Linked DNA regions of Gasterosteus aculeatus: region 2 is linked to region 1. The links are chromatin contacts, called in public Hi-C maps. All regions are on one chromosome and are shown on one strand. The core of a region is the stretch at or near the end of the contact, and the rest is flanking DNA. Distances in the headings are between cores, read along the strand shown.

The links. Hi-C and Micro-C count contacts between places; a contact is called where the count stands out from the background.
Region 2: a contact with region 1 is called in a Hi-C map of liver, with 4 times the contacts expected there. The contact joins the enhancer-like site here to the promoter of midn in region 1. A contact is called at or near these places in 5 of 6 Hi-C or Micro-C datasets (blood and trunk muscle, liver, skeletal muscle and 2 more).

The regions. Positions count from the first base shown.
Region 1 is chr8:19,861,738-19,864,957 of fGasAcu3.hap1.1, reverse strand. midn (midnolin) reads right to left here and starts at 1,591. Exons shown (of 8, transcript XM_040184848.2): 1 at 1,339-1,591. The coding sequence starts at 1,414.
Region 2 is chr8:19,943,435-19,946,380 of fGasAcu3.hap1.1, reverse strand. No RefSeq gene overlaps it. Among protein-coding and RNA genes, the nearest start is that of LOC120823382, 11 kb to the left of the region's middle. Within about 2 kb of position 1,575, at least 4 of the 9 cell types and tissues checked have open chromatin away from gene starts, as enhancers often do. A contact at or near this core is called in liver, where this site is marked.

The sequences.
Region 1 (3,220 bases), core at 342-2,841:
ATATAAATTCCTCTCGGTGTTTAGTGAGCTTTTATTTTCGACGGTCCGCGAGCTGCGACGCCTCATACGGTCAGTGGAGAGAGAGGGGGGGGGAGAGAAAGAGAGAGAGAGAGATAGGGGGAGAGAGAGGCTCTCCACTGCGCACTCGTCCCCGCGGCGGCTCCAGTGAAATATCGACGATGAACGTTGTCCACAAAGTATCACACTCGCACCGGCGATAGAAACACGCCCACAGCGCCGACGGCCGCGCCCCCCCCGGGCCAATCACGGCACAGCTCCGTGAGAACGCTGCCGGGTTCAGCCAATGGCGAGGAGGTATCCACACCCACGTGGAGGGCAGGCGAGTTTAGGCCATTCATAATAAATTACGGCGGAGGACGAAAATATGAGCCGCGCGCAGCAGCGGCGCCTAAACTGAGGCCCGCGGTCCTTTAAAAAACTCGCTCGCTGTTAATTATTATTTCTAAGGAAGTCGATCCATTAGGTCCGGCGTAATGACTAACCAGTGAATGCTATGGTTATGGTTATATGCCATATATTACCAGGATGCCTGTAAACTGATAGTAGGCTGCACAGCAGGCCAGAAGCACACACAGAGGTTGGCATTTAAAAGGGGAAATAATATGCGTGCATATGAAACACGCACCGTAGATGTTTTTCTCTTGATCCTGGATAAAAACGTTGTACAGGAACATAGACGTGTACAAAGGGACGGATTGGTGATCGTTCCCAAATTGTGTCTAAAAAGAGTGCTAGGGGCTCTAACGTGGTAAAGGAGATACTCGGTCGCCACCCAGCGGCCAAATGAGGAACTTCGACAATAAAACAACTTGCAAGTTTTTGCAACTTTTGCACAATGCAATTCGGACATTACAGCAAACATTTCACCCGTCAGAAATATGACTCATTTTTTCTTCCGAGCAAAGCCATAAAATGAGCATATTATACTCTGGGCATGTTGTCCCCGCTGCGGTTCCATGTAATAAAGGTCGTTATTGCGCTGCTAAAAACAGCGGACATCAGCAACGACTTACTGTCACACACACTAAAGATAATTTACAGTAACGGTGACATTCTCCCGTCGTCGATACCGGGCCTTATTAAGCTAATCATGTCCACGACATTTACATGGAAGGTGGCTCATCCAATCACTCGACAACGCGCTTTTATCGATCCGCGATTGACTGCTGGTCTCCTAATCAATTTCCTAACCCACTGACACGATACCGCGGACGGGTAACGCGGTTAACCGGTTCAAATGAACACATACACACACGCACACGCGATGACAGCAAAATGAAACAAAATGAACTGGATTTCATATTTAAACGCACTTACCAATTATCGTGGCGATAACTTTAAAGCTCCGCGCGAAAGTGTGTCGTGTTGCGGTGTGTTTCCCCAGCTTTGGCATGTAAACATAAACAACCAGCGGTGACAGAAACAAACCAAAAAAACCGAAGAAAGATCTCTGCGATAAATCCAAACACTCGAATATCCACCGTGCGGTTACGGTCCTGTGCGCTGTGTGCGCGCCGGTGTGCGTCTCGGTTGTGAGCTGCGCACGGGAAGGTGAGACACTTCTTTCATGTAGTCCTCTCGGATGGGGGCGGGGACTAATGCCTCTCGTTATGTCAGCATTCCATTTAAGGTGGCCACGCTTCTATCACGGTGGGGGGGGGGTGGTGACACCTCCGAGAAGCAATAGATACAGATGAACTCCCGAAACTGTGCCAATGCGCCCCCGGCTCTCCGCGCGGGGGCCCTGCTGATGGTGTTGGAGGGGGGGGGGGGGGGGGAATCTAAAAGGCGACCCCCCCCCCTCCCTCCCCCTGCACCCGCCGGTGTTGTTTTCTACTACCTTAACAGACGGTGTGCGGTGTGAGGGGCGTGGCCATCCCTGACGACATAAAGGGGGGGGGGGGGGGGGGGGGGGGAAACGTCACCGAGCAACAGCGCAGGTAAACAGGCTCCATGGAGACGGAAACGTCCGATCGGTAAACAAAACGTTTGGTTGCAGTTTGTGTTTTCGGGGAAACTCTGAAAACGCCTCTGACAACAAACGGGAATGTTTATAGAGATTATTATTTTTTTATTATTATTATTATTATTATTAATTATGACCAAAAATTATTATTATTGCAGTAAATTATAAAACATGTTATAATGACTTATAAAGAAAATAATCCATAATATTTAAATTAGTTTTATTCACTCTAACTGCATAATCACATATTGCATTGTAACATGATGCATTAAAATAAAAAGTACAATGTTGCAATTATCCCATAAATGTCGAACAGCAATGTCAGTGAGTTACAAGTGACACTTGACTTAAAAAGTAATTATACAATGTGTTATGACTATTGGCGCAGTTCATTATCATTTCATTTTGGCGTTACGATCAGTGCCATTGGCCCGTCATGCGGCTTTACTTGCGCGTTTCAGAGCGCGTCGCTGACGCCGCCGACATCACACCGGCAGCGTTGCCATCGCGTCCATGTAACTCTGATGTGTGATAATCATCACCGTGTGGTTCACCTCAAGGACAAGAGGGATGTTGTGCAACGCATGTCACCAGGCACCGGGCGAGAACTCCCCCCCCCCCCCAACGTCCTCCCACCTCCAGGACCAGCACTCTCTGTCTTGATTACAGAGACACACAATGTGCAGTGGACGCGTGTTATCAGGCTGCCTGAGAACTGAATCCTCCTTGTGTGTGTGTGTGTGTGTGTGTGTGTGTGTGTGTGTGTGTGTGTACGTGACAGAAAGCAGAGTGTGTTCGAAAAGAAACATCTCCCAGAGACTCCACGAGCGAGCGGACAAAGGTTCCCATCTTTGCCCACCACCAACAGTCGTATCTGTCTCTCTCTGTCTCTCTCGGGGGGAGATGCTGACTCAGATGAACAAAGTGAAAGCAGTCGGTTAAACTCCCTCCTTGCAACACGACCCTTTGTTAGGAGTCAAAACGCTCCGCTTTTGAATTATCTCGCTCCGTGCAGCTTGTTTTGAGGCTTGTCGCACTGGCAGCGGCTTTGTCTGTGTGTGTGTGTGTTGTGTGTTTGATGGAGGTTTCAGAGCAGAGCAGAGCGGAAGCTAATGCGCCCTGATGTTTGTCGCTCGGGCCGTGAGAGAGTCGGGTTCTTCTTTCGGGGCTCAGAACTCTCTGACCTGGTTTGGCTGAGCTGAGGCCGTGCGGTCGGGGCGACTCTCACTTCCT
Region 2 (2,946 bases), core at 326-2,825, 81 kb before region 1:
GATTGATGCACCGGAGAGGGATTCATGTCTGCGGACGGGACACGCCGCCATGCGTTAACAGGTGGATCGTAATCAAAACCCCCCCCCCCCCCGTGAAGCCGGCGAGGGTTCGCTCCTCTGGGTGACCCCTGCGAGTGAAGACGTGTAAAAAAAACAACAACACTGAAAAGGGTCCTCGAGGACGAGACAAGGAAACGTCCCCTCCCAGTTTACCAGACAGAGCAGCAGCTGCGGGACGTTGTTGCGTTGCGTTGTCCCGAGGACGCCGGCCTCGCCTGTCATTTCCCAAGGAAAAACACACCCCTACGCACCAACGCTGTAACGCAGGTTGCGGTGGGTGTGTCCCCCCCCCCCACCTCCCCCATGACAAGCTGCTGCCATGACAACGGTCGGTCGGGTAAAGCCGTGCGGCATGAGCCTACATGTCGGCTGCTAATGAAATCATCCCTCTTTTCTTCTCTCTGCGGAACAGGAAAAAACGGAGCGAGGCCCCCGTGTCGTGTCCCCTCCCTCCGTACCTCGTCCTCATCATATTTGTTGCCAGGCTGAGCAGGCGTGTGCGTGTGCGTGTGTGTGTGTGTGTGTGTGGAATATGCAACGTGAGCGTCTGCATATTCCAGTCAGGTGTCTGGTGACCCTCAATCAATACGCAATCAATGCACCAGATGTAATTGTTCAGGCGCTGATTGCCTCTCGGAGCTGCTTCACCTGAAATCTGCTCTCCACCGTGCCGGTTGGCAATTTCAATGTGGGGGACGACGGGGGTAAAGGGTTGTGGCGTTGTTGTTTTCGGTGCGTTGCTGCTCCGGGGATCAGGCGGCGTGCGTTTTGAATGTTGCCGTGGATGGATGCGCCTGCACATGCCGACTTCCCGTCCTGATCGTGTGAAGCATCGAGCGTGATTGGCATGCGGGGAGAGAAGACGAGCCCAAAGAAAACTGAAGAACAAAGTGTTTGTCAAATTAGTCGATCACCCCCCCCCCCTCCCTCCTCAAACACTGAACGTATTTGATATGATAATTATGTTTATTTATCTTGCAGCTACTTGCTACGCTAATTAGACTTTAACAAGCGTATTAGGCCGAGGTCTGTATGGGAGGGAGGCTTCCTTGTCATGTTGTAGAAGTTGTATTTTTCTCGTCGAGACGCAATCAGCGAAGAGGAATTGTGCACAGAAACAATCAATCCTCTATGTTTGAATCAGCGGGGCCGAGGGTCCTAAAAAAAAAAGATCACTTTTCTCGCGCGGTAATGAGGTGCTCCCTCATTTAATCACCGCGTCTTTATAAAATATATATATATATATAATTTTTCCTCCTACCGTTGGAGTTCACCCTGCTCTAAATATCTGATGCAGACCGGCTGAATGAGAAGGTACATAGCTGGCATTTAAAAGGAGTCACCACCCCCTCATCTGCCCGCCGCTCATTGTCAGCATCCTGCGTGGCCCATAATGAGAGCGGGCACGCCCAGGCCGTCACACATAGTCTGTGTCCTGGTTAAATGCACAACACCTCTCATCGGGGCGCTATGATTCACTCTGATTCATGCCAGTGTGTCTTCTCTGTGTCCCCACTGATCAGCCGGATGACCGAGGGGAGGAGATAAGGGCTGCATGGAACACGTGTGTGTGTGTGTGTGTGTGTGTGTGTGTGTGTGTGTGTGTGTGTGTGTGTGGGGTGTGTGTGTGTGTGCCAGGCGTGCAAGTGGTAAATTGAACAAAGAGCGGAAGAGATGGAGAGATTGCAAGTGCGCAGCTGAGGTGCTAAATTTGTCTGCCCACTTTGAAGCCCACTTTTACAAAAGGAAGAGAAGAAGAAGAAAAAAAAAAAAAAAAGGCTCACTTGAAGGAGGCAGCGAAGATGAATCAACAATCATTTCTTTCAGAATAACCCTCGGCGGTACATCTGTGATGTGTGTGGCGGCGAGAGTGCGTGTTTCACACGGGCCATTTTGTGCGCAGCGGCAGGTGCAGCTACTTAAAGCCACTACGACGAACTACTGTGATTCTGTGTGGAGTCTGGCGCCCCCTGTGGAGAAAAGCGGTAGTGTCTCCGAGCGCCAGGTTTCCCTCAGATTTTTAGAAACCTCTGATTTTTACAGCGTTGAGGGGGGGGTTGTCAATCTGCCCCCTGGCACACCTGCTTCTGTCTGCCCCTCTCACGCGTACTGCAAAGATGTAAAAGCCAAACCACGAGGCCACAAACGGCCAACGTCGTTCGGCTACTGACTATTTAAACCCGCGTAACTCGCAGGGACCCGTGTGCGCGTTTGTGTCCGTAGGCGCTCTCAGTTCTGTTGCACGCCAGCTCCCAGTGGCCATGTGGGCGTGTGGTGGGTAGCTGGGAGTTACATTAATAGCCAAAGGGCGAGCAGGCAGGGCGGGTGGACACAGACAGGAAGGGGAAATACAGTTTGCTGGTCGCCCACCGCTTCCTGTGCGTCTCCCACGCTCGCGGCCCCCGGAGCCGCCTCCAGAAACCAGTTTGTTTTGCTCGCAGCGCGACGGAGATAACGCAGAGCCCGAAAGGTAAACACTGCGACATGAGGAATGCGTCCACACACAAACCCGGCAGCGGCTTTGTCACCGTAGCTCACGGGCGCCGGGGGGGGGGGGTGGAATGACCTGCCCACGCTGCCCGGCCCTGTCCCCGCTTTCTGCTTACGAACAATAGACGTCTCTTAAAGTGACGAGGCGTCTCAATCTCATCCTGTCACTAAAGGATCTGCGTCCGCTCACAGTGCACACAATGCGCAACGCAACCTTTACCCGGTCTGCAGTGTAGCTTCCCCTTTCGGAGGAAACGGGCGAGTTTGGCAGTATCGAGACGCATCCAGCAGAGGTCCTTCTCGTCAAGTGTTGTCGGCGTCCCCCCCCTTCCCTTCCCGTCTTCAAGCGGTGAACAGGCGCCGAACGGGCGAAGCACGACAACTCAGGTAGTCCAG